2 separate regions of the Oryzias latipes genome follow, and region 2 is linked to region 1. Evidence: chromatin contacts called from public Hi-C data. All regions are on one chromosome and are shown on one strand. The core of a region is the stretch at or near the end of the contact, and the rest is flanking DNA. Distances in the headings are between cores, read along the strand shown.

Region 1 (4,115 bases), core at 1,124-3,623:
AAAAAAAAAACTAAGAGTTTTGACTGCAGCTGGTGTTACTTTGCACAAAATAAACCCCAATCAGGACCGGAAAACACAACAATCCTCACTGACTCCATGTTTGCACGAGCAAGAAACACTAAAGTTGTTGATGCTCAGCCACAAATGCCCAAGTGACCTTGAAGACGAGCCTCAATTTTCCACAAATGTGGCTAAAATGGCAGCCAACCTTTTGCAATATGTTTCCTCTGGAGCAGCATGGACAGTTTAACGCCAGAACCGACCCCTTGCTCTGTGGATCCCTGCAGCAACAACCTTCCAGCCGGCATAGGCGACCCGGTGCCGCCGCCGCCGCTGCCGCCATCCGCCCACCGAGATCAACACGCACAGACACACAGGAGTTTGCACACTGAATGTTTGTTGTGAGACGGTGTCTGTGCCTTCATTCAAGTGGCCCAAGCACAGACACCATCAGCAGGATGAATGCTGGGGGGGAAGGAAAAAAACCCAAACACTTTAATTGCACAATATCTGTAATTATTTGTGAGGCACTCCATTGTTTAAACATGTGGCCAACAATTAGTGTGAATTTAGACAATCATTAGCCCATTTCCTGCTCGTTTCATCTGATTTGGTACTTCTTTTTCTGCTTCACAAGGTCATCTGCAACCCAAGAAGCTTTTTTTTTTTTAATTTTTTGACTGTAAATAAAAGCCAGGGGCCTTTAATCTTGTATGTGCGTGATTGACGGATCCTAAAAGGTGCACTGTCCTGCTGCTGGATGCTGCTTTTCCCCTCCAGATTCACATGGATTCCTGCATACTCCAATGACAGCCGCAGAAAATAAAAAAATAAAAAAAGAGAAGGAGGGGGGGGGGTAAGAAAATGAAAAGAAAAAAAAAAGAGAGAGCTGATCTGTCATCCATCAAACCAAACCATGTGATTTGTCACTGCAGCCTGCAGCAGATAGACGCTGCAAACACATAAATAAATAAATGAAGAGAATCAAATGTGAGGGGTGCGAGAGCGCGCGCCATGCCAGTCCGATTGCATTGATTGGAGAGGCAATTTGCCTGTTACTTCACCTTATGGCAACATCTCCCATCCGGAGCGACGCCCATGCATGCAGGCGCGCTGGAGCATCTTCCGCGTGAAGCCCATACATCCATGAGGCTGGATTGCAGTGGTCCTTTTTTTTATTATTATTAGTATTATTATTGTTATCCCTTTAGAGAAATATTTCGCAGGCCACATTCCCATGGGCATCAGGCAAAGTCAGCGCCGCCACGCAGCTTTCAGAGCATCTCTGTCACGCAGGCACGCGCTGTGACACGCAGCCAGGAGGATTTTTTTTATTTTTTGTGCGTGTCTGTGGCTGTAAATTACACTGAATAAACAAATGAAATCCAAGCGGGGTCCTTACCGTGTCGCCAGGCGCAAGGGGTACATAGATGCACACATCTAGCGCAGAGGAGTCAGGAATAACCTTTTCCTGCGCGCGTTCATCCAGTCACCGCGGCGCAAAAACGCACCAAAAATAAGAAGAAGAAAAAAAAAGAAAAGAAAAATCTTCCTTCGGTCGATGGTTCTTCAACTCTCGTGAATTCTTTTTTGGCTGCTACAATGACAGACCTTCATGGAAGGGGGATAGAGCTGGGGGGCATGAATAAACCAGCCGCTGCGTGTTTTGGTATCCCGATCACACAGAAGGAGAAGCAGGAGGAGGAGGAGGAAGAGGAGGAATCGCCGCGTCGGTTCGGGCTCGCTCAGCGCGCAGCGAGTGCTTGGAGGAGGACAGAGGCGGATCTTTCTCTCCCTCTCTATTCGTCTGTCTGTCCTCCCTCCCCTTCTTTCCTTCCTGCCTCTGACTGTATGCTTGTCGACTCCTGCCTGTATGTTCTTTATATCAGGCTGTCCTGGGGTGGTGGTGGTGGTGGTGGTGTGTGTGTGTGTGTGTGGGGGGGGGGGGGGGGTGTCCACACGCGCGCGCAAAGAGCCGGGGTCAGAAATGACAAACCAATTTGGAGGCGCCGGTGAACGCTCCGTTGATCAGAGCGAAGCTCCGGCGATGGGATGGGTGGAGGAGGTGGAGGGGATGGGGGTGCACAGGGGGCAATGATTCCTGCCTTTTTTTTTTTTGGGGGGGGGGGGGTGCAGGAAGAGAAAGAGATGGAGTGGAGGGGGGGGAAACGTGGAACTGGACCTCTCCTTTTGTCCAAATGTCTGGACCTATGGCTCCACCTGCCGAGGGAAGGCGCGCAGAGGCGGCGCGCATTTCCAGCATCATAACCAGAACTGCAGCTCCGGTTTTTTGTTGTCCCTCATGACTTATGCATTTGTGCCCCCCCCCCCCCCCCCCTCTTTTTTTTTTTTTTTTTTTTTTTTTTTTTTTGCCCCTAACACCAAACTTTAGTCAACCCACAGTTTGTGACAGCAGTTTCCCAGCAGCAGAAATGACTGGAAGCCGGACCTGCTGCTGCTCCATGATCCCATTAGATTTACAAATATTTTTAAATGAAAGGGCCCCCCGAAATGGTTAAATCAATGAGAGAATGTGTAGAAAATAGGTTTGTCGACATGTGGGTGTGTGTGGTTCTAGAATGGACAGATCCCTCAGCCCCTCAGGGATGAGCACTTTGAAGATCAGAGGGAGGGGAGGTGTGTGGGTTCATGCGCACTGGCACGGTGCGCTCTCAAGCCGCGCGGACATAACGTTTGGAAATAAAGCGGAGAGGTGGAAAAAAGTGCTCGCACGTCCCCTTTCCAGCTGTATTCCCCTAGAAACACTAGAGTGTGTGTGTATATTTATGTGTGTGTGTGGCGTTCCTCACGCTGGTGAAGGCATCATTTCCTCCTGGGGGGACGGAGGCGCGCGGTCTGTGGTGAGGAGAGGAGCGCAGGGACCTGTTGATCATCTAATGGCGCAGCGGTGGAGGTGAGATGAAGCTCCGCACCATCACCTGATCAGATAATGCAATATGTCAGGATTGAAATATCAAAGTATTTGACTGTTAATTAAATTAATCTGAAGCAAAGACAGTAATTTGTCTTTTTTTTTCTCCTTTTCTATTTTTTTAATTATTATTTTTGCCGGCAGCCAGTATTGCTGCGTTATTATGAAACTACAGATTTCATTAGGCTCCTACGAAGGGCGAATAAGCACTTCCTATATCCCTGGTGCCCATCAGTGGCTCCTAATTAAATTTCAGATGAGACGTTATCATTTCCAGGCTGCGTTTTGCAACCCAAGTGGTATATTTGTGTCATGCTTTGAAGCTGTACAGGTCTCTTTCTCTCCCTCAAGTCTGAATGGTCAGGAGGCCGTGCTTTGTCGCATTTAATTACCATCACTGGCTGCTAAAGCCTTTTTCTGCAGAAGACTTAAATCCCACTAAAGAGCATTATAGGTGACAAACAAGGCGCTTGCAAACAAGCATTGCTGCAGGCATCGGAGGAGAAATACCAAAGGCCAGAGAAAACAGATGTAAAATAATTACGAGGAAACTGAAAAGATAGATTTGCACAACCGGGAGGGTTGCAAACTGTTTTTTAAATGAGATTTACTGTACAATTAGTTGTTAATATGTGGAAAAATGTCCCACCAGGAAACTTCTGTTGTTGTTTGTTACTGCAGCAAACCAACCGGCTTGTGTTGCATCTAACTTGAAATCTGGACCAGTTGGAGGAATGGAGGTGATGGGTAAGTTTGCGTGGAAAAAAAAAAAAAAAGGTTCCGCTAACCTTAAACTCTGACACCGGTTGGGATTGTTATGAGAATGAGTGTAACTTCACCCATTGAAAACATCGTTCTTTCAACCACATGCAGTCAATTCAGTCGCCATTTTCCCACGATATGGACGCCGCCACGTTGGGACCAGACGTTATCAGTCAGCTGTGATTAGTCTGAGTCGATCTGAGTCATCGTTTCTAGGGGCAACCACTCTTGCCAATTAGGTGTGAGCTTGTCGGAAGTCCACATCCCTACCACTTGAAAGTGGGTTACGCGGAATCTGTCAATCAATCCTCAACGTCAAAGTGGAAGGGGTTAGGGTTAGGGTAAGAAGCAATCGGATCAATCACTGCTTATCGATGATGTCTGACTCCAACAAGGAGGTGCTTGAATGACAAAAAAAAGC
Region 2 (4,115 bases), core at 734-3,233, 290 kb before region 1:
AAGTGATAAAATCTAGCGTTGGACGGCTGTTGGTCAATGTGGTATGTTGGCATTTTCATGAAGACAAACATAAAAAGACTAAAGAAAATCAATAAAAATGAGATCTAACAAAAAGTTTGGTTAAAGAGTTTGAATTTTCTTTCTCTATATTTCATGATTCTTATGAATCAGTCCTTTCATCCAAAGAATTCTTTTAGGCTTTATTTATATTTACTATAAAAATGTTAGAAGTCATTTTTTGATCTGTGCACACCTTTAAAAAAAAGCAATGACAGCAGAATTTTGACCACTTTGCTTTTCGTAATTATTCAAATATTTGACTCAGAATAACCTATGAGTGACAGATGAATGAGTTTTGATTGCCTAGGTGTTACATCATCCATCCATTAAAAAACAACAACATTTAAACCAAACAAAAGAAAGAAAACATAATCCTTAAAAATAATCTGCCAGTTTCACTCAAAGACCCCCTCCGATCATATTTTGATCTATTGTGAAAGCGTTTCCATTGGTCTTTTACTTAGGAGAAGGTCATTTTTAGCTAAAAATTAAAAAAATCTGGGTCGTTTTTCTAGGACATAGTTTCTGCAGGGTGGCAGTAGTTCATTGGAATTTCACCTGAGTTGCGAGTGGGACCAGCGGCGCTGTAAGGAGCAACCCTACCCCCCCTTCCAGTCATCCATTACTGAGCTCTCTGCATATCCTCTCTCATAAGCTTACAGCCTCTCACACACCCAACCCAACATTGGTGAGCAAACTTAAGGTTTACGCCAGATGGCAGCCCAGGCGAGGAAAACAAAGACGTACATGGATCCATTTGTCTGCAAGTGGGTTTATCAGAATGGAGCGGAGCAGCTTGTGGCACGTCCAGGAGAAGCTCAGTAACCAGATATAAAGCATGACCTACCAGTGCTGTGTTTGGAGCCAGAGGAGCCTTCCTTGTCTAACTTGGGCTTCTTCTTCTTGTGGGATCCAGAGTCTGATGCAGCTGGTCTCTTCTCAACAGCCGGCGTGGAGAGAGCTCTTTTCTTAAACAGCTCCCTCTCGCGAAGCAGAGCTGGATCCATCCAGGCTGGTGGACAAAAGCATGTAAACACAGAAAAGGCTGGATAAAATGCAGTTTTACTAAGCTTCAAACGTTTAAATTAAATATAATTTATGAAATAAATATAATACTGAAACAGTGAGGTGCATCATCTCCATGCATATCTATTATACCTGGTATGTTTACCTGGTTCTTTTCTCAATCTAATCAGTGATGCAGCTGTTTTACTATTTTTTCTTCAAATATTAAGTAGAGCATAAGGATTATTATTAGTAACTAGATTTGATGTTAAAACATTGTCTTGACACGACAGGATTCTGTTCTTCAAAACTACGGTGTTCCATTTGTGCCAAAAATAATTGTGTTCGGTTCTTCTACTGACAATATGGGCCAAAGACATGGAATTACTACATTAACAGTGACCAAAGAAATACACTTAATACAGAAACAGTGGACTAAAAACTCAACTCAAAACATATTTAAACATATATATAACAGAAGTTCGCTGTTTGTCCGATTAGCTTCTTCTTCAGTTTATCGGGAAAAAAAAAACTTCATATAAGCAGCTAAAAGTCATCGAGATGAACCTTTAGAGTCCAGTTTCCCCAAAGAACCGAATCCCGTGACAGCATGACCCACATAACCGCTAATTAATGTTCCCGCATTGTCTAACACCTAATGTGATGCTAATCCTAGTGTTAGCATGTCAACGTTACCTGCTACTGTTGAGTTCTTCTTTCCAGAAAGTGGCGAATAAGTCCCGATAGACTAATTTATAAACTAAAAAGTGAAATAGAAAGACAATTTTAAGCTTAAGTAAACTCAAGCTTACTTTCTAATAAAAAAGTATTATTTTTGTATCCATCATGTAACTGTTTCGTTTAGTGTTCGAGTTGTCGGTTATCGTTATCGTATGTTATTCCTTGGGTGACGTCTTCCGCGTGCAAGCAAAAACCCGCAGCTGTGTAGCTCAACATCGCCACCTACTGGACTGGAGGACAGTCAACTTATTTCAGGCAAGAGAGCTATTTTGGTTAGGGATTCTGAAACTATAGCTAAAATAATGAGTGTTCTGTTTCACAGTTTTTAATTCTTGCCGGAACGTTTAAAAACAATTAAATAGTTTCAGCAAATGTTTCTCCCCCAACATTTTCAGTTTTTAAACTGAAAATTATTGGATATTATTATAACCAACAGTTTGTAATAAGACATTAAAAGTATTATTTCCAACACCTGACTGTAATATGTTCTGTTTTGCATTGTGGTGTGATTGCCATTTCGATTATAAACATAATCTTTACAAGTTTTCTTTGCCAAATTTTGTGCTTTGACCAATAAAGTTTAATCTCATTTCTTGTTAAAAGATGAAACACTTAAGTGAAATGTTAATAAAGTTCCAGGATTTATTTTTGAATAATATTTTTAATTTAAAGCCTTTTTTTTTCTTTTTACTGTAGAGGAGCCTACAGCACGTAGTTACAAAATACATTACGATAGCATACCTTTTGCAGTTCTAAAGGGGTGTAAAGCATTACTATGACATTAAAGTCATTACATACTTAGTAATGAGACGAGAACACATGAACAAAAAAACTCTGCTAAAAATATCTTTATAAACTCATGGTTCATCACTTTTAGCTTAGAAACAATAATTTAACTTTTGATTTCTTGAACAAATGTGTTTATCTTTTTTTTTTTTTTTTTCTTGAAGAAAAAAATGTATCTGATCAGTTATTTTTGACAAAGTGTGGTGATTGGAATCATTATTTAATAGACAGCTCCACTTTTCCTGAGGTAAACAGACCCCTACGGTTCTCCTGTCACTCTGTTATCCATTTAGGTAGATGACTCATAGTTTTATTTTAACAACAAAAAGCTGTGATTCTGCTTCCTGTACTTTCACTTAATGATTATTAAAGCTTATCGCCATTTGTCTTAGAGTGAAATGCTTGACAGTACCTTGTCACTTCCTCTACTTCTGTAGGTCTTACAAAGAACGCTATAAGTAATAATTGATTACGAGTCATAACTTTATAAGTAATAAAGTTATGTAACGCAGTGTAACTCTGACACAGTGACAGTTTGGAGGTAACAAACCCCAAACTGTAAACAGAAATAATACTAAAAATAATTTTACTTTCCCTTTATTATTACTTTATAAGTAATAAAGTCATGTAATGCAGTGTAACTCTGACACAGTGACAGTTTGGAGGTAACAAACCCCAAACTGTAAACAGAAATAATACTAAAAATAATTTTACTTTCCCTTTTTTTTCTCTGACTAGTAATCAATTTTATTAGCGAATAATGAGGGCATATACAAGGAATTTGGCTTCAGTGTCTTATTCTCTCATTTGAAAGGACAAAGCAAACAAGGATAAAGTATAAATAGGCGTAAAAAAGGAAAGAAAAACATGAAGATTACATTTAAACTGGTTTAAAAGTTCTCATGTTTGTGGTTTCATACTCTGTAACTGATTCTCCTTATTTGACCTCAAGTTCCCTTGTTGTTCACCTTTCGGCGTTTCCCTTCAGGGGGTGGCCACGGCGAATTAGCTTTCACTGATTTGCACAGGTGGTTCGGCAGAGATTTTTTTTAACGCCGGATGACCTTCCTGACACAAGCCTGTATTTCATCCGGGCTTGGGACCCGGCACAGGGGGACTTACCGCGTAGGGTTTTACCTAAGGACCCACACTGGATTCAGCTCATCGTGCCCCCTGGGAAATGAACCCTGGTTTTCCACAAACCAGTCCTGCATTCAGCCATCCAGCCGCTTTTTTGACTCTAAGTTCCCTGAATTTCATAAATCCCAAACAATTACCCATCATTCCCTCATTATTTCAGTCTGCAGGCATGGGAATGTGAGCTATATTCTATTTATTCTACAGAAATATGTGTTATTAATGAGGCTGTACATAAAAACACATTGAAGTCTAATTAAGTTTGTTTTAGAAATCACAGGGTTTTCAAAGATGTATATATTTTTTTATCCAGTTCAATCCTAGTTGCAATTACCACAGAGAGAACTCATTCAGCATTTTAAAATCTACTTAAAAACATGCAACTA

What was found. A called contact is a pair of places that touch in the nucleus more often than the background predicts.
Region 2: a contact with region 1 is called in a Hi-C map of embryo, with 1.8 times the contacts expected there. The contact joins the promoter of gtf2e2 here to the promoter of LOC101166191 in region 1. A contact is called at or near these places in 2 of 5 Hi-C or Micro-C datasets (embryo and fibroblasts).

What each region holds. Positions count from the first base shown.
Region 1 is chr1:11,651,637-11,655,751 of ASM223467v1, reverse strand. LOC101166191 (multiple PDZ domain protein-like) reads left to right here and starts at 2,373. Exons shown (of 43, transcript XM_023956128.1): 1 at 2,373-2,914; 2 at 3,614-3,679. The coding sequence starts at 3,667. LOC101166443 (adhesion G protein-coupled receptor L3) reads right to left here and starts at 1,865. Exons shown (of 25, transcript XM_023956148.1): 1 at 1,403-1,865.
Region 2 is chr1:11,936,282-11,940,396 of ASM223467v1, reverse strand. gtf2e2 (transcription initiation factor IIE subunit beta) reads right to left here and starts at 1,983. Exons shown (of 8, transcript XM_004065721.4): 1 at 1,762-1,983; 2 at 908-1,072. The coding sequence starts at 1,067. smim18 (small integral membrane protein 18) reads left to right here. Exons shown (of 2, transcript XM_004065724.4): 2 at 1-113.